2 separate regions of the Ostrinia nubilalis genome follow, and region 1 is linked to region 2. A link is a contact called in public Hi-C data. All regions are on one chromosome and are shown on one strand. Each heading gives the region's core, a stretch centred on a gene start, on an enhancer-like site or on the middle of the called end of the contact. The rest is flanking DNA. Distances are from core to core; before and after follow the strand shown. Region 1 holds the start of LOC135075303 (arginine-glutamic acid dipeptide repeats protein). Region 2 holds the start of LOC135075301 (ubiquitin carboxyl-terminal hydrolase 5).

Region 1 (3,209 bases), core at 706-3,205, 140 kb before region 2:
AAACTCTCCCATTTCTTCCGTCACATGAGCTTCAAGCTCACCTTGACTGTCAAATGTGGTAGCACACACTCTACACGAATAAATAGGTACCGATCTCACAGAATGCATTTTTAACATATGTGTGCTAAATGTGTGGATGGATGTAACACAGGTTTTGCATACACCACATTCTATGTCCAATTCAACATCGTCATTGGCAGTTTTGTAGTCTATACCGGAATCCTCAGGAACTGTGTTTGAATTAATCTGGCTTAACGTTTGATTGACATACTCAAAATAACATTTATTCAACACAATCAATTCCATTAGGGTAACATCAAAATCTTCAATGCCTTTGTAAGTTTCTACAATACTATTTTTTGCTTCTTTATTTTCATTATCACTAAGGGGCTCCTGTTTTACCCCTGAATCCTGTTCATTTTGCACATCAGCAATATCTGGCTTTTTCTCCAATTCCAGGTAGCCTGTTTTGATATTGAACTGGTCTGTAACGAAGTCTGTACTAACATTAGCACCGTCTACATGGAAAGGTGGATCATTACCAGATATTATGTTTGTGATACATTTGAGAGTGAAGTGGTGATAACCCATGTAGTGGTTGAAGAAGTTATTGCAAAAAACATCTCCTTTATTGCACAGCAAGCATAGGAAATTTTGGCAGCCTAGATATTCAACTTCCCAAATGACTTCTGCATTTTTACTCTCTGTGTTAGTTACATTATGTTTTTCTATTAAGTGCACGTCATATTGATCATCGTCTGTGGTTCTGAAGTGGCAGAGGCGGCAATGGACCAGGTTGTGAGCCTCACTGAAGTGTTTCCGCCATTCGACCTGTGTTGGGAAGCTGTCTAGACATTGTGAGCATGGCCACGGACTGTGAAACTTCTGATGAGTTTGCCACACTGCTCTTTCAGTCACAAAATAGCTAAAACAAAACCATAAAATGATAAATATTGGTGTATTTTACAAACAGAAAAGTGAATTAAGTTGGGAAGAAGAATGTGAGATTAAACAGCATTCCATTATTTGTGATTGACTAAGTAATAAGAAGACTCTCACCGACAAATTCCACAAAAATCTTTTTTGTGATTCAGAATATAGTGGAGTATTATTTTAGACCGGTTAATGAACCACTCCGAGCAAAGCAGACAGCTGTAAGGTCCAGTAGGATTGAGGTCTTTTATGTACATCCATACATCTGCAGGCCTCTCAACTATCTTCGGCGGTCGTGTGGTTTTTATTGGTTGATGTAATTTGATGGTAATAGAAACGGTATCATTACGTGAGTACTTCTTTTTCTTCTTTTTCGATGGCCGAATTACCTCAATAGTTGTTTCAGTTTCGTAGGTTTCAAATTTCTCGGGATTTAATCTTTTAGCAGCTGCTAACACCGACAACGGTTCGTCATCTGATTCATCCGAAGTCATTTTAGATCTCAGTGATTTACAACAGTATTAAAATTTACTGAAATCGAGAAAATTCACAGATTTTCATGTTTCCCTATTTTTCCAAAGCAAGCAACAACTTTTTTTTCTTTACGAGTTGTCACACTTGTCACTGCTGTCAATCTCGGCCAGTGAGGACCAAAGTATAGTTTTGTTGTGTCCCAAAATCATTGATCTATCTTGGAGCTCACCGTCCCATTGAAAATGTTTTTGGTGGACCGAACATAACGTTCCAAAGACAAACATTTTGACGTTATGTAGTTTTAAATGTCTTTAATATAGCGAAGGCATTTTAATATTCGTGTTGTACATTATTTATTTTGCCTAAATTGTGCGTGTAAAAATATTTTGAAGTTATCAAATTGAAGGAAATATATTGCGGAATAATTATTCCAAATCGAACTAGTTTATCAAGTTATAAACCACTATCATTTTATTTTGATTTTTTACATTTAATTATGTCCTTGTAATGAAACGTACAATAAAAATGTAGAATCGTGGCAGCCATTTTATAGAATGTTTTTGTCTATGGTGGCCAAAGAAAGGCGAAGCTAAACAAAAGGGTAGCATGTAGATAGCATTTACTAAAATAATAGTAAAATATGCGTAAATACTGAGTTAACAAAAATATTTTTATGATAGAAATTAGTGAGGTCATAAATTATAAGTTGTGTGTATCATACAAGTTCGTATTATGAAGCACAATGCACCGTGTAATGGAGGCCATTAGGAGTAATAATTATGTATATTGGCATACTTACTGTTCTACGGACAATCAAACACACGCGTGAAGAGAAGGTATAATGCATTTACCCAATGGTATATCTGTGCAATATGTAGACTTTGTGACATGTGAATAGTTTTGGTGCAGAGTGCCAGTGCAAATAGACGGTCACGTACGAATCATGGCCCAAAACCAAGGGGAGGTTCAAGTGGGAACACCGAACCAACCCGTGAAGGACAAGGATATTTATGCGTGCCTGCCTGATATGCGCTTGAATGGTCCGCTAGGACCCGATGAACCGTGTCCAGGTGGCGAGGAGCTGCGCTGGCTGCCCGCTCAAGCAACAGACAGGGACCTGGTTATGTACTTGAGGGCCGCTCGGTCGATGGCAGCTTTCGCTGGCATGTGCGACGGCGGCTCCCCCGACGACGGCTGTATGGCGGCCAGTCGCGACGACACCACTATCAATGCGCTAGACGTTCTCCATGACTCTGGATACGACCCTGGACGTGCCCTGCAAGCTTTAGTGAAGTGCCCTGTCCCTAAAGGAATTGAGAAAAAGTGGTCCGAGGAAGAAACTAAACGGTTTGTGAAAGGTATTCGCCAATTTGGCAAAAACTTTTTCAAAATAAGAAAAGACTTGTTGCCCCATAAAGACACAGCTGAGTTAGTCGAGTTTTATTATTTGTGGAAAAAGACTCCCGGTGCTAGTAGTAACAGACCACATAGGAGAAGAAGACAAGCATCATTGCGTCGTGTTCGTAACACTAGGAATTCTAGAGCAGGAACTCCCAAGGAACAAACTCCAGAGGCTACTCCAGCTGTCCCAGACACAAACGGTTCTAGACCTTCTCCCAATCCTAAAGAAGCGGGAGAAATGAGTTCAGTTACAGAAGACGAAAATTCAGAGGAAGATAGTGATTCACGGGACGCAGGAGACTTGGCTAAAGTTGACAATGGCAGACAAGACAATCCTGAGGACTCACCTAGCAGAATGCGCACCAGAAACAAATCAAAAGAACAAACAACACCAAATGGAA
Region 2 (3,046 bases), core at 321-2,820:
GCCAACCAAAGATTATTTGATTGCTTTTGATGATAATGATCAAAATATTTATGGAAATAGAAGTGTTCAAATCAACTCTGTGGTGGACAATTTATACAGGTTAATACATAGCATGCAAAATAACACCGTTGGCAATGTAACTGTGATAAGTGCTCCAATATATCGACAGCCAAAATCTGAAGTAATGTGTACAAAAGTGTGCTATATTGATAACAGTAAAATGTTATTATACATGTTTGCATTGGCCATTGTTAGTTATTTTGTACCGATTACCATTTCTACAATTATATTGACTAAGATAAATTTAATTGACACTAAAAGGCCAAATGAAAAGTTGTATGTGAGTCGAGAATTGATCTATAATTTGTTATTTTGGACTCCTGTGATGTTGGATTCATTTTTGTCATTGATATTATGCTCGTACTCTATGAACGGAATGAAATCGTCGCTGATTACTACCATTGCTAATGTATACCAAGCTGTCAAGAATTTCATGAACACAAAATATTTCAAAGACAATACTATAACACCGGTTTAATTTTATTTTGTAGACAAAAATGTTAAGGTGTGAACTTGTTTAAAAAATATTTATACCTACCTAATAAAATACAGAAACAACACAGGGCTAATATTTTTTTTCCTCTAAATATCTGATAATAAGTAGAACAGCTATTTGCAAAATGTTAGATTACTGCAAGTCTAGGGTCTACTGTACTTGTCACTACCTAAAATTATAAGGAGAGAAACAGTTATAATGTCTGGGTGTCCATGGAAGACCAGCGTCTTAGCATAATCTACTGAGATGCAGATGCTATAACACCATGCTTTTAGTATCTTCAGTATTATCAGTGGCACACCTTTTCAGTATCATTGTAACATGTACACATTCTTAAAAACTGTTGATTATGTGTATTGTTGATGACAGTGAATAAACATTTTTTGGTCAGAGGGTAGGGTTTCATTCTTTCTTTCTAATAAGAAATTAACCAAACAAAACCAAATGAAGAGTTAAGAACATCAACTGGTAAGAATATTAGTAATTTTTTCAAAGAAATTGACATAAATAAAATTTTATTGAGGTAGGTTTAGATTACATTATTTTTGATTTTTATTGTTATAATTAGATTTAAGGATTTATATTAGATGATAAGACAAAATATTTCAGGCGTGGGCGATAACACAGGTAATACTGGACATTTTAACAGTTAAAATCTGAAGAAATAATGTTATTATTTTGACTAAATTACTTTCTAAGTTCTATTTACCGGCAGATAACTAAATGAGAGGTTAGAAAGTAAGGAGTACATTTTGCAACTCACCGGATTGTCGAAAGAATAAACACATTCGTCTTTGTAAATCAGCTGCTGAGGCCCAGGTATTTTTATTTTAGATAAATGTGGAGTCAACAGGTCCAATGACGCCATTATATCTTAAAACTATTGATGCTTTATGTGAAGAACAAAAATGCGATGCGAGATCTAACAAATCAACGACGACGCCGAAAATATTCAATCAAAATGCAAGAAGACCACAATCAAACAAGATTTGAAGACAATCAAAATTTTACTTTATATTTTTTTATTTCACGGTTCTGTTCTGGAAGCTAGTCAATTTAGCCAAATATAGTGATGTTTCTGAAATTGAATATTCAGATTGGTGTGTCCCTATTTTTTAGTCGATAACTCGATACAACACTCGATTACTTTGCATTAGCGTGTGGTGTGGTGACACAGCATTCACCCTTTTCGCCATCGCCACATCAGCGTCACAGCACTAGTTGTACTTTGGCTGTCAAATTGTAAGCAAAGTTTCGAAGTTCGCTGATCCTAGTTCTAACTTAAAAATTAACAAAAAATGCCACTAAAATTGTATTATGATTTAATGTCCCAACCATCTCGAACATTATTTATTCTTCTCAAAAAAGTCCAATGTGACTTTGAGCCCAAATATGTGGATCTCCGGAAAGGTAACAAACTTTTTCTTTGAGTAAGTTTTGATTGAAAATTCTATCAGCTCTAAAGTAAAATTTAATACTTTTCATTTTGATTTAGCTGAACATTATTCTGAGGAGTTCACTAATCAAATTAATCGAATGCAGAGAGTGCCAGTGATTGACCACAATGGATTTATTTTATCTGAGAGGTTTGTAGTACCTACCTATACCATTTATCGAAATAGAAATGAATTACTAAATATAACGCAAGCCATTAGGTTTGCCTATACTTAAGCTCATTAATATTCCATAATTTAAAATATTAATTAGGTAAAAGATGAGGAACGTTAAATATCATATTGATATTTTGATTATAGTGTTGCAATAGTCAGATACTTGGCCCAAGAAAAGATGATTCCTGAGAGCTTGTACCCATCAGATAGCAAACTACGGGCTCGGGTGGACGAATATTTGGAGTGGCAACATGTAGGCCTGCGATGGCACTGTGCCATGTACTTTAGAGTTAAGGTAGGTTTATTTGTTTATCTTTTTATCATTTGGTACCCAGATTTACTTACACAATCTGTGGCTACTGAATGTTTTAGAAACTGCATTCTTTTTATAGTATCTCCTCATCGATATACAAAACATTCACATGTTCATTATTTAACAGACTGCAATCTAAATATTAAAAAAAATACATTCTTTCTACTATTTTGGGACTACTATTCTTAAATTATTTTCTTCTAGCCTATTATAACATTATGTTTAGATAGGTAGTTTTTTTTATCTTACATCAGTATCAGCACTGTTCATGAGTTATGATAACAATAATATCTTCTTATCTCTGACCTTTGTAATCTAATAGAGATACCTTTGTTGATTTAACCCTTGCACAGATTTGGCCCTATAAAATCAGTATGAAGTCTAGTTTCATACTAAATTAGAAAATGCTCAATTTTTAAAAACTTCAAAGATGGAAGATTCATGCATTCAAGCTAAAAAAGAAAATTAAGATGATAATATTGGTTTTACAAGCTTTTATTTTTACGTCATCAGTACTTAAAAAACTAAAACCCAACTACGACAAAAAACGACGCTGAAAAAGCATAA

The links. Hi-C and Micro-C count contacts between places; a contact is called where the count stands out from the background.
Region 1: a Hi-C map of whole body shows a contact between it and region 2, with 5 times the contacts expected there. The contact joins the promoter of LOC135075303 here to the promoter of LOC135075301 in region 2. A contact is called at or near these places in 3 of 5 Hi-C or Micro-C datasets (whole body and whole larva).

Annotation. Positions count from the first base shown.
Region 1 is chr10:13,399,273-13,402,481 of ilOstNubi1.1, reverse strand. LOC135075303 (arginine-glutamic acid dipeptide repeats protein) reads left to right here and starts at 1,955. Exons shown (of 1, transcript XM_063969716.1): 1 at 1,955-3,209. The coding sequence starts at 2,351. LOC135075449 (zinc finger protein 595-like) reads right to left here and starts at 1,527. Exons shown (of 6, transcript XM_063969890.1): 1 at 1,060-1,527; 2 at 1-925. The coding sequence starts at 1,427.
Region 2 is chr10:13,262,918-13,265,963 of ilOstNubi1.1, reverse strand. LOC135075301 (ubiquitin carboxyl-terminal hydrolase 5) reads right to left here and starts at 1,570. Exons shown (of 17, transcript XM_063969692.1): 1 at 1,320-1,570. The coding sequence starts at 1,424. It overlaps LOC135075299 (glutathione S-transferase theta-1-like), which reads left to right and starts at 1,773. Exons shown (of 5, transcript XM_063969691.1): 1 at 1,773-1,966; 2 at 2,052-2,142; 3 at 2,311-2,461. The coding sequence starts at 1,855.